Linked DNA regions of Mus musculus: region 2 is linked to region 1. A link is a contact called in public Hi-C data. All regions are on one chromosome and are shown on one strand. Each heading gives the region's core, a stretch centred on a gene start, on an enhancer-like site or on the middle of the called end of the contact. The rest is flanking DNA. Distances are from core to core; before and after follow the strand shown.

The links. Hi-C and Micro-C count contacts between places; a contact is called where the count stands out from the background.
Region 2: a contact with region 1 is called in a Hi-C map of liver, with 4 times the contacts expected there. The contact joins two enhancer-like sites. A contact is called at or near these places in 27 of 484 Hi-C or Micro-C datasets (adipose-derived mesenchymal stem cells, embryonic stem cells, liver and 2 more), 2 of 115 datasets of contacts at active chromatin or transcription factors (embryonic stem cells and fibro-adipogenic progenitors) and 1 of 9 other capture datasets (pancreatic islet).

The regions. Positions count from the first base shown.
Region 1 is chr5:74,620,258-74,626,284 of GRCm38.p6, forward strand. Lnx1 (ligand of numb-protein X 1) reads right to left here. Exons shown (of 11, transcript NM_001159577.1): 5 at 3,225-3,427; 6 at 1-88. Among named protein-coding and RNA genes, the nearest start is that of Gm32304, 24 kb to the right of the region's middle. Within about 2 kb of position 4,589, at least 10 of the 459 cell types and tissues checked have an H3K27ac peak or open chromatin away from gene starts, as enhancers often do. A contact at or near this core is called in liver, where this site is marked.
Region 2 is chr5:74,901,889-74,907,785 of GRCm38.p6, forward strand. No RefSeq gene overlaps it. Among named protein-coding and RNA genes, the nearest start is that of Gm52779, 39 kb to the right of the region's middle. Within about 2 kb of position 3,448, at least 32 of the 459 cell types and tissues checked have an H3K27ac peak or open chromatin away from gene starts, as enhancers often do. A contact at or near this core is called in liver, where this site is marked.

The DNA of each region.
Region 1 (6,027 bases), core at 3,339-5,838:
GCACCGTTAGCCGCAGCACCTGGCAGGGCTGCCGCAGGAGCCGCACGGCATAGTTATGAGGGACATTGCTGATGTCCATGCCGTTGACCTGGGGGTGGGGCCATTTGAGAGTAAGCCTACTGTAAGCATTCTGAAAAGGTCCATGCCAACATGGGGTTGATCCTTAGTATCACAAGAACCAAGTCAAGCCATCACAAGCCCAAGCCTACAGAGTCAGCAGGATATTGTCCCCTGGCCTGCTCTGCCACCTCCTTTTGTCCTGTATCCAAATAACCTAATCTTCCACAGTCATTTTCTGGTCTCTATGACTCCACACTTTCTTCCTTCACCCTAGTCCTTACCTCAGCTTGTATATTTACAGAATCCTGACTTTCATGTTGCCAATTTATTTATTTATTTATTTATTTATTTATTTATTTATTTATTTAAGTTCATAAGGAAGAAAGGATGGAAGAAAGAGATGTAATTATATGAAAGAAAATCCCCAGACGTTTCCCAAGTCAAGCAGTGGTAGTACATGCCTTCAATCCCAGCACTTGGGAGGCAGAGGCAGACAGATCTTTTTGAGCTAGAGGACAGCCAGAACGAGTTCCAGGACAGCCAAGGCTACACAGAGAAACCCCTGACTTGAAGGAAAAAAAAGAAAGAAAGAAAGAAAGAAAGAAAGAAAGAAAGAAAGAAAGAAAGAAAGAAAGAAAGAAAGAAAGAAAGAAAGAAAGAAAACAAACAAACAACAGTCACCTCCCAGTTTTACTCAAATTAGCATTCTGGAAGCACTGTGCATGTGAAGCACAGGCCTGGCCACAGCTCTGCACCCCAACATCAGATGGTAATATCTAGTGCCTTCTAGAACAAAACAAGCTGAGACTGTCTTTCCAAAACTCAACCAACGTGATCTTACTGGGTTACCCATACTGTCACTTCCAGATCTTCCATGTGTGTGTGTGGGGGGAGAGAGAGAGCGAGAGAATGAATGAATATGTGCTTAATTGTGTGCCAGTGTAGAGTATCTGTGTGAGTGAGCCTGATCATGTGTAGGTGTGTTTGTTATGTTATCTATGGGAATGTGCCTGAGTGTGTTTTCACATTATATTATCTATGTGAGTGTGTGTGTGCTCTTGCATGTTAGAGTATGAATGTGAGTGGGCCCGTGTATGTGTGTGTGTGTTGTATGACATAGTATGTGTGAGTGGGCCCAAGTGTGTATGTTGTATAACATAGTATGTGTGAGTGGGCCTGAGCCCATGTGTGTTATTGTATGGTACAGTACCTGTGAGTTGGCTTGTGTGTGTGAGGGTGCCATTGTATGATACAGTATCCTTGAGTGTGCCTGTGTGTGTATTTGTAGGTGTGAGTGAGTGTGACAGTGTACTTATAGGAATGCCAGGTACCCAATCAAGATGGATGTCTGCAAGATCCTTTGTCTGGGTTCTAACTATACAGGGATGCCTGGGGCTTGAATAATTCCAAACAAATTAATGCTAAAGGAACATTCAAGGCTATTTACTGAAAGCCTGGCCACTCTCTCGTACTCCTTAAATATCCCAAAGCTAGGCCTCTGATAATCTCCCGGACTGCTGCTGCAGCTGACTTTCTGGCTTTAATTATCCTGGCTCCACAGGCCCAGCCTGGAGGCTGTAGCCCCAGTGTTTGTCACTGCCCTGGAAGGAAACAGTTCCCAGCAGCCCTGCGCTGCTTAAGGAAAGGGCCCCACAACGAGCAAGACGTTTCTTCAGTTTCTAGAATTTGCTACGATTTTTTTGTACTTGAAGCCATTGTTAGAGGCACACTGGCCTTATTTGAGGTCAGTCACCTCCTGCTCCAGCTCAGAGGTAGATGGGGCTCCTTCAGTGAAGACAAGGCACCCCCTTGTCCAAGGGAACATTGCCCGGAAGGTGGCAGAGCCTGCCATCCCATTATTCCTAGGGTCAAGAGAAGTCAGGGTCACCTGGTGATAGTTCTTGGCATTCCTTTTATCTGCAAGGGCCTCCAGCTCAGAGCCAACAAAGAGAACTTTCCTATGCAGCCCTCCCAGGCAGTAGTCCCCATGGGAGCAGGGAGAAAAACCTCCCACTGTGACTGGGGTCCTGATGGTTGTGGCCCACTAAAGTGATGGGCCCTGCTTGTGCCACATCCCAGCCACCAGTGGGAATGTCAACATTTCTACAGTAACTGGTTTCAATTATTTCTCCTCTTATTCCAATTAGTTTGCCAAACAAACAGCTCATGCGGAGACAGGGATTGTCCCTCTGCTGCCTGCAAAGGGTGGGATGGAGCTGTTATCTGAGTATCAGATAAGAAGTAGAGGCATAGGGAGGGAATTCTAGTCCTGCTGGCTCACATTTGACATCTGTCTGATAAACAGTCTCCCACCCCACCCCCCTCCTTTCTGTCCAGAAAATTCTTCTGGAAAGTCTCTCTTCTCAACCATGCCTCAGAGGACAGTATGCCCAAGCCAGGTCATTCCACTCCTGCCTCCCCTGGAATGCCTCTGGGTCATGCGACTTCTGTGGCCATTAAGCCACAGGAGATTTTCTTCAGAAAGGCATCTGAACACAATTAGATCAAATACAACAGTTCCCATTAATCTGCTTTATAATTTAAGAAAGAATCTATGCGCCATCTTATTTTCTCCTAATATTTCTTTTAAAAGGAAGGCCACAGAAGGATCAAGAAGAGGAAGAGAAGAAAAGTAAGAATTGGAGAAAGAAAAGAGGGACCACCGAAACAAAGTCGAAGGGAAAAAGGCAGAGAAGACAGAAAGGGATACAGTAACAGAGAGAAGAGAGATACAATGATACAAAGAGAAGTGATTATAAATAGAGAGATGGGGGAAGAGTGAAAGATCCAGAAGTGTTATACTAGAACTCTTCATAGGAGATTTACATCAATGTAACTGTGGAAAGAAAGTATCTATCTTCATTTCATTCTATTTATCCTGTTTGTCATCTACCCATCCACTTATCTGCCCGGCTACGCATCCATTCATCCACCCACCAGTCCACTCATCCATCTAAACATCCATTTGCCCATCTACTACAATTGGCTCTGAAGGATTTTATTTATTCATCTATGCACCCACTTATCCACCCATCTTCTCGCCAGTCATCCATCGCTCTTCCCACCTACCCATCCAACCTTTAAGGACTTAAATTATGTGCCACGCACAGCCTACAGCTCACAATCTTGTAGCCTATGGTTACAAGCTCACGCCTCATGGGCACCTTGAGAATGATGTCTCCTGGCAGCAGCCGTCCATCTCTGGCAATCACTCCATCGCGATAAATATGCTGGATGATGATGTGGACCAGCGGCGTCTCGCTGCCCCCCACCAGCCTTATGGAGAGGCTTTCGCTGGGATCCGCTCTGTTGATTTTGATGCTTGTAATTTCACCATCTGGAATCAGGTGAAACAACCTTGGGAAGACTGAAATGGACAGAAACAGTATTTGTTTCAGACATCTACTCCACGGGCATCTCCAGCCACTCTGAATGCCAAGCTAAACTGTTGACAGTTCCCTGTGTGTGGCACCACTTTCCTGCCTTGGTGCCAGCATTCTCTACTGGAATGTTTTTCATCCTGGGCTGAAACCCAGAATTTCCTTCAAGGCATGCACAAAATAATTCCAATTCAACTCTATCCCAATCTCTCTTTTCCTCATTGTCACTAAACACACGATTCCTATAGACTGTTCTCATGGCATCCAGCCTTCCATTACTGCTGTCTGTGTCCATCTCTCATATCACGATCTGGACTCCATAATCTGGCAACTGGCTTTGCTATCAGGCTCATGTAGCTGTCTTAACCTGGCTGTTCCCGATGTTAATTTGACAGACTGTTTCAATTAATGTTTAAACTACTCTGATTACATTGTGGAGGCGGCACTTTCTGGCTGTCCCATGGTTTTGTGCACAGATCTCTCTACACACTGGAGCCTCCGGCTGATGCTTACTGCTTGAATAGGAACGAACTAATGAACTGATGTCTTCAGGGAGTGAACTGTGATTTCATTACTTTCTTATCCAGGAACAAAAATAGAATCTGCTCTTCTGTCCTCTGCTGAGGTCATTTAGGAAGATCTGAGACTCTGCTTTTCAGGCCCCAGTAGTCATCAGCCCTCTGGCAGATACTGCTGTCAATCACAGCAGTCAAAAGACCTGGTTGACAGGCACGGAGAGGCCAAGGTCATGGTCTTACAGCCGTCTCCTTAAGACGTGTTCCTCATCTACCTGGATCACTGACCTCAGTGCTAAAGAGAAGATCAAAGATTGAGTGAGCCACTGTTGCCTAACCTTAGTATTTGACCTGAGTCAGCTTTCTCCAGGAGTCACGTCTTAGCTCCCTCCTTGTGGCTGTGGCAGACACAGAGTAGCTGTCTAGGTCACTCTGAGGCTACACAGTGACAGACAGTCCTTTATGAATGTGTGTGTGTGTGCAGAAAGGAAGCTGTGGAGTAATATGGCCTCAGAGTCGGTGAGGAATACCAGGCTTCTGAGGGTTAGCACATTTATGGCCTCAATAGTTCCCCAGGAATCATATGTTCACAGCCAGGTCAAAATCCACAGGGACAGGCCCTAGAGATCAAGAACTAACTGGCAGAAGCACTGACTGGCACTGTTTTCTAGTTCAGTTGGAACAGAAGTATTTAGAGGGGACACCAACTGCTGAGAACAAGTCACGCCTAGGCTAACTGGGAAGTGGCTCCTTTTGTGTAGCTCAGACACTTAGGATGCAGAGGAAGAGACATTCATGCCCAGCCTCACACTCTTAAATGATGTCCCTTAGAGCCAGACCAATGAGATCCTTGTGGCTTTGAAGGGTTAAAAACGTTTTTAAACTGCCAAAATTGTCCTAGACAGGACCTGAAAGAATTCGATCAAAATTTTTTGTCTAGAGATTGTAGGATTTAAGAATATTCTCTGTACATTGAACTAGGACATTGGGACTCTTGTCTTCAGTCCTCACTGACTGACACATGTGGATTCTAATCCCTGTTTCTGAGTGAAGAGTTAGATTGGCAGTGGGAAGGAGATGGAGGATGCAGGTTGGCCAGTAGCTGGGAGGCATTCGAAGCCACACAGGCACGTGAGGAAAGAGCATGGTGAGCAAGTGGTGGTGGTGGTGGTGGTGGGAGCGGCAGAGCCAAGCCAGGAGTCTCAGATGCTGTGCATGAATTTTCCAAAGCACAGTAAATAAAACACCTGGGACTTTAACCTTCAACCCCAAAGACAGTTTTGGAAGGTGTTAAAAGAGCCAGAAGCATCAAGTTAAAATCCTATGCTTGCACACACACACACTCTCTCTCTCTCTCTCAGTGTGTGTGTGTGTGTGTGTGTGTGTGTGTGGTTTTGTGTGTGTGACTTTGGACTACTTGCCTAACCTCTCTGGATCACTCTCCTTAGCTGTGAACTAGGATTGACAGTCTTTTTTTTTTTTTTTTTTTTTTTTTTTTTTTTTTGAGACAGGGTTTCTCTATATAGCCCTGGCTGTCCTGGAACTCACTTTGTAGACCAGGCCAGCCTCGAACTCAGAAATCCACCTGCCTCTGCCTCCCGAGTGCAGGGATTAAAGGCGTGTGCCACCACACAGTCTTTATCACTTCTCATTCTTTTGACACACACACGACTCTTTAGAGCATTTGCTGGTACGTGAAGAGCTGTTGTGACTTTCCATGTTATTGTTTTACTATAGAGTTTCATACGAACCAGATTGCTGCACACTTGCACGCCCACTACTCTTAAGAGGCAAACGTAGGAGGATCACGGCAAGTTTGAGGTCAGCCTGATCTACACAGTAAGTTCTAAGGCTAGCCAAGGCTACAACGTGAGGGCCTGTCTCAGAAAACAAATGTTGATTTAACCTAAAGGCTTCAATATGAAATGAACAGAATGTCTTTTCAGATCCACTTATATTGGGAAACATGTACCATATATGCACACTAAGATATGACAGCTTTCTCTTGTGGCCCCAAAGGTCAATACTGTCGTCATTTGGAACAAGTTGAGTGACTTCTGTGTGTCTTGGTA
Region 2 (5,897 bases), core at 2,198-4,697, 280 kb after region 1:
CATCTTCTAGTGTCTTCTTCAATTTCTTTCTTCCATGTTTTAAAGTTTTTATTACAGAGATCTTTCAGTTATTTAATTGGAGGTTTGTGTCCCGGCTTCCTACTCAATGTGTTTGTTATTGATATGTAGGAAATATATTTTATATCCCAGCCGTTTGCTGGAAGTGTTGATTGAATCAACAGTTTCGTGCATGTGTACGCGCATGTGTGCATGTGTGCATTGGGCTGGGGGGGGGGGGCGGGGAGTATACTGTGGAGACCAGAACAGCATTGGATCTCCTGGAGTTGGAGCTGTGGGCAGTTGCAAGCCCCCTGACCTGGGTGTTGGAGGACACGCTTGCTCTCTGCAGCAACAGTGCTCTCACCATGAGCAGCTCTCCTGTTCCTAGCAGCATCTTTAGAGTTACTGTTGTGCATAATCCTACTTGCAAATAATGACTGTTTGACTGACTTATTTCTGCCCCTCTCATTTCCTTCTTTTGTCTACAAAAGAAGCAATGGGTAAGACTTCAAGCGCTGTATTGAATAACAGTGGACAAAGTGGTTTTAGTAGAAATACTTTGAATTTTTTTCTCATTGAAGATGATGGCTAGCTATTGGTTTGTCATATTTAGCCTTTATTACATTGAGATGCATTTCTTTTATTTCCAGTTTCTTGGGGGTGGGGATTTTATCATGAATGGATATAGGATTTGGAAAATGACTTTTTTTTTTTCTGTATCCGCTGAGATGATCCTTAAATCATTTATGTAGTATAGTACATTTTTTGATTTATAATTGTCAGTCCATCCCTTCATCTCTGAAATGAGGCTAATTTGATTATACAGAACTTCATTATCTGGATGGCTGAATAGAATTCTATTATGTGTGTGAGAGAGACAGTGACATACAGAAACAGAGAGAGACAGACAGACAGACAGACAGAGACAGAACATCAGCACAGAAACTCGTCTTCTGTCCCTCTAGGATGAGCGCCATCCATTGTACCATCTCTACTATTTGGTTACCCACCTTGGGTAGAGAATTTGTTTTGTTCATGAAATGGTTGCTGCTATGAAGGCAGCTAGACCATATTCAGTTCTTGACCCCTGGCCCACTTCGAGAAAGGGATGTGATACCATGTGCTAGCTATATCTCTGGATGACAACGCTTTATCCACCCAACACAGAGCATATCTCCGCAGCCCTGGGCATCCTCCTGGCAACCACCATTGCAGCCCAGAGTCTCCTATGCTCTCTATCACACTGGGAATGCTCAGTCTCTCTCTCTCTCTCTCTCTCTCTCTCTCTCTCTCTCTCTCTCTCTCTCTCTCTCACCAGACAGATGTCAACACACTCTCAGCTGACTCTTCTTTTCCCACCCGTGTCAGGAACAAGTTTTCATGTGAAGTACTCTTATCCGAGCCACCAGCTACCTTTCAACACATGGCTTTACCTGGGGCCCAGAACAAGGTGTTGCATGGGCATATTGTTTTCTTTCTATTCCTGGAGTTTGGTTATAGGTCTCTCATGTGGTCACGCTTGGGAAAGTAACCCACTCAGCTACAAAAGGTTCAGAACTTGGTAAGAATTGAGCCTACCACCAGACCTCCTGGCAGATGCGATCATAGAACTATATACAATGTACTATAGAACTATATACAATGTATCTGTTGCTTGCAGCCAAAGCACTCAGACCGATACACATTGAGACACACTGAGGCACATCACCTCACAATGGAAACTGAGATCCCAGAGGCCAGCATCCAGAAGTGCCTAGCTCTTTCTACCAGGGAAATAGCGGTGAAAACACCATTAAGAACTGGCAATCACTTTAGGGTGGATCTGATTCCAAACAAACTTGCCTGTCTCTTGCATCTATGCTTGGCGCTGTGGCGATGGGAAAGACCAATTGCAACAATGTATGCATCACCTTGCAGCGAGCTCTGCCCCTGGATTCCCAGGCTGCAGGCAATGGGCTGGGAAGGAGCAGCTGAGGCAATACAAAATAAGAAGGCAAACAGAAAGCTGCTGGAAGTCACATGTCTGAGGTCCCGGTGTCTCCTTGTGGCTTATGACTCATTTGACGTACTGTAGGTCACCCTTGCCTCATTTATTCCACAGGAAACTAGAAATGGCAGCCAGAGGGCTATAGGAAAGCACCTTCCCATGCCATCTTTATAGACTACATCCTCTTGTGTCTACTTGCAGGCGTAGCTGGCATACTACAAACCCATTCTGAAGTCAGAATGGAAGTTTTCCAAGTTTTCAGTGTGTCTCATATTCTGGCCTTAGAAGACACAGAACATGTGAGTGTTATCTGGAGATCAGAGTATGGTGTGTGTGTGTGTGTGTGTGTGTGTGTTGTGTGCACATGCGCACGCACATGAGATCGCATTTATATAATTTAACCTGGCCTGAAACTCACTATGGAGCCAAAGGCTAGCCTTGGTCTTAAACTTATGACAATCCTCCTGCCTCAACTTCTCTAGTACTGGAATGACAAGCATAGGCCCCCATACTCGCTTCAAACTTTCTTTAATAGGCATTTAGGGAGATGTCTCAGCAGTTAAGAATAGATGCTTCTCTTTCAGAGTTCAGCTCCCAGCACCTGGAAGACAGTCACAGCTGCCTGTAACTCCAGCTCCAGTGGCTTTGGCGCCCTCTCCTGGCCTCTGTGGGCACCTTCACTCATGTGTGCAAACCCACACAGAGATACAAACACATTCAATACACATAGTTAAAATCAATCTTTTAAAGATATTCGGGAATGCCCAGATCCAGGGGCTGCATTTGAATATTGAAAGGTCAATGGATCTTTGGAAATAAAGGTAAAAAGGCTTTCCTAAAATGTTCATATTTTTTAATGACAGCTTTAAAATCAACAAGTGACTTCAAGAGTGTTTTCACTTAATGGAAGGTCTCACTGCATGCTGGCCTCCAGCAGAGCCACAAGCACTTACTGAAGACGTTTGACAATTCCAGCATTGAGCTAAGCACTTAATGGCATCTCTTATAAACATCACAGAGACCCTGTTAGGTTAGTTTTGGCCAGCCCATTGTAGTAACAAAATGGTGGTTTTTTTTCTTAGAGCTTCAAAGAATTTAGATTATATAATTCACCAAAAAAATGAGCACAGCAAGCTAGGGTTGAAAGAAACAACAGTTCGACTGTTGGGATGAATTGCAACTGTGAACAATACAGTGGCCACAGCAGATCGTGTGGCGGGGACAGTGGACACAGGGCTGTTCTCCTTTGAAGGAGGCCAGCATCTTTTCAGTCCCCGTCACTGTGAGGGAGTAAAGACCCAGCAACCTCAGAGCTCCAGTTTTCTATTTATTGTTTTCTTCAGAAGACAGAAGGAATTTGAACTTTTATGTGAAACTGAGATCTTATTGTTAAACACTGGCAACCGCTACAAAGTTGTCCCTTTCTCTACAGCCAAACAAAATACAGCTGTGAGCTGGACTCTGCCCATAGGACGCCTGTTTGCAAACTCTGTCCCCTGACCTGGGGAAACTGGGGAACCATTTCAGACTCTTCTGCTCTCTTAAAGAAACATGGCTCCTTCGAGTAGGCTCCAGGGGGCTTTAAATTATCATTAATGGTCCAGGACTAGGCCTTTGCTACTGCCCACCCACTGGCCCTCAGAAATAAAATGGCCATCACTTTATTCCTGGTGACGTCGGGGTGGAACTTGTGAGATCATTAGTCTGTGAGACTTGAGGAAGCTCTGTAGACCTCGAGGCGCTAAGGAAGAACAAGGAGGGGGGAGGAAAGAGGGGGAGGAGGGAGAGGAGGGAGAGATAAGACAACAGGAGTCCCTGCTGAGCACTGCCCACCCTCTAGGTCCCCTTGGGCCCCCCCATCTCTGGCTCTTATCTGTTTTAACCATTCAGACCCCTGGAGGCCAGCACTCTGAGCCCCAGCCCACCATTCTTCATTTCTGATTTCTCTCCTCAGAGGAGATAAGGAGGTCCCAGGGCCTCTCAGTGTGTTTTACATCAAAGGCCACTGAAGGGTCCTGACAGGCTGGATGTCAGTGCTATAAACAAACCATTAATCACGCTGCCATTTCATGGACATGCTCGTCCCAGAGGGCATGAACTTTCTCCAGGGCACTAATATAAACCACATCTCTACCCCACCCCACCCCCGCCCCCAGTCCCCAACCAATGGAGGAGGCAGGGTGGGATGTCTGACTCAACCATTTGTAAATAGCCAATTAAAAGAGAGATGGTTGAAATGAATGAAACAGAGTCCCAGCTTCTGGGGACCGTGTAGAGTGTTCCCGCCCCTTCTGTAGGCACCACCTTTACATCAGGTACCAAAAGGGAAACCACGGGGACTCAACAGGATGCTGATGACTTGGGTACCGCACCCTTTTGGCAAGCCTCCATAGTCTGGGTTGTAAGCATTGGAGCCCATGGAAAAGCCTTTCCAGAACAGGGTCTCTCCTGAACTTGTGAGATGATGCTAGGGTCTCCCAACCAGTGGTTCTAACTTGGCCAATATGAGCCACTGGAGCCCAAGTCTTTGGTGTAGAGCCATCTGTCCGCTGAGCTTCTGCTATGAGCAATCTCCAAGCTCAGTCAAAAGGCTAGAGATGTCCTTGTCCTTACGGCTCTTCCTTCCTGTTGGGAAAGGCAACCCACTAAATAACCGAATTCAGGTATCAATAAAGCCATAAAAAAAAAAACATGGAAAGGGCAGTGGTGGTAGGGACAATAGTTTGAATTGGAAGAAAAGAGCTATTCAGTGGCTCAGCCAGTAGCCATGATACTGGAGTGCAAAGTGGGGTGCTTAGCAAAGAAGGAATGGTGCCTATGTGTGGAGGACCCTGTGACCCCCACCTGGGGGAGTGAGCTCATCTAATGAGATATCTTAGAAATGATACCTCACCCACCCAACCCCACCCACCCCCGCCAAAGACCAAACTCTGCAGACTATTGCCCTTGTTCTTGATTGCTTAGTAGAACCTGCTGCTGCTGGCCTAGTGCTGAAGACACTGTACACATTAGTCACTGGACAAGGGGAACTCACATTGGCACCAACAGGGAAGACTCATCCCTGCTGGCCAGCTCTCATAGTTCTGGGAGGACTGTTCAGGTCATAGGGGAAAGAAGTCATCAGTAGTGTCCCCACCACGAATGCCATGAACCACAATAATGGGTATGGCAAGATATGCCCATGGGTACGAATAGTGACATCTATGTTATAATGACAACCAATCAGTTCCTTATTTGATTTAAGGCCCAATCCAGGAAAACAAACACAGGCCTGGTACTTTAATCTGGCCAAGAACCTATCTAGGGTAGCTGAGGTCACAGGCCTCAGAGGCTGAACCTGCTATGTTTATTCTGCTAAATGGACAGAGAATCAAACTTCCCTCAAAATTTGCATCTTCCTGCTCAGGGGCAGTGTAGCCCTCAGACCTCATAAGAAAAGTGTCTGTGCAGTGCACGGCAGGTAAAGCAGAGATTCACAAGTGGCCAAAGTGCAGACAATAGTGTGCCGTGCTCAGCCACAAATGGAACATCTCTACCACCCATACTCTCATCTGGAAGACTACCATGGAAGCTGGCAAGAGCCAGAGACTGGAGAGTGCCCAACCAAAGCGGTGCCTCCTGGACATGGTAGGACCACTACACTCATGACTTATAGCACCGGTGTGTATCTGCACATGACCTGCACACAGAATTCTCACAAGCCCCTTCCATCGCTGAGAAACTGTGGATAATAATGGTTCGTAGGAGAGAAAGAGTCTCTTTCTCTCAGTTGGCTTGACTGACTGATTGATGATTGATTGATTGATTGATTGATTGGTTGATTGATTGATTGATTGATCTATTGATTGGTAGGCTGACTGGTTGATGAATTGATTGACTGGCTTGAGACAGGGTCTCACCATGGAGCCTA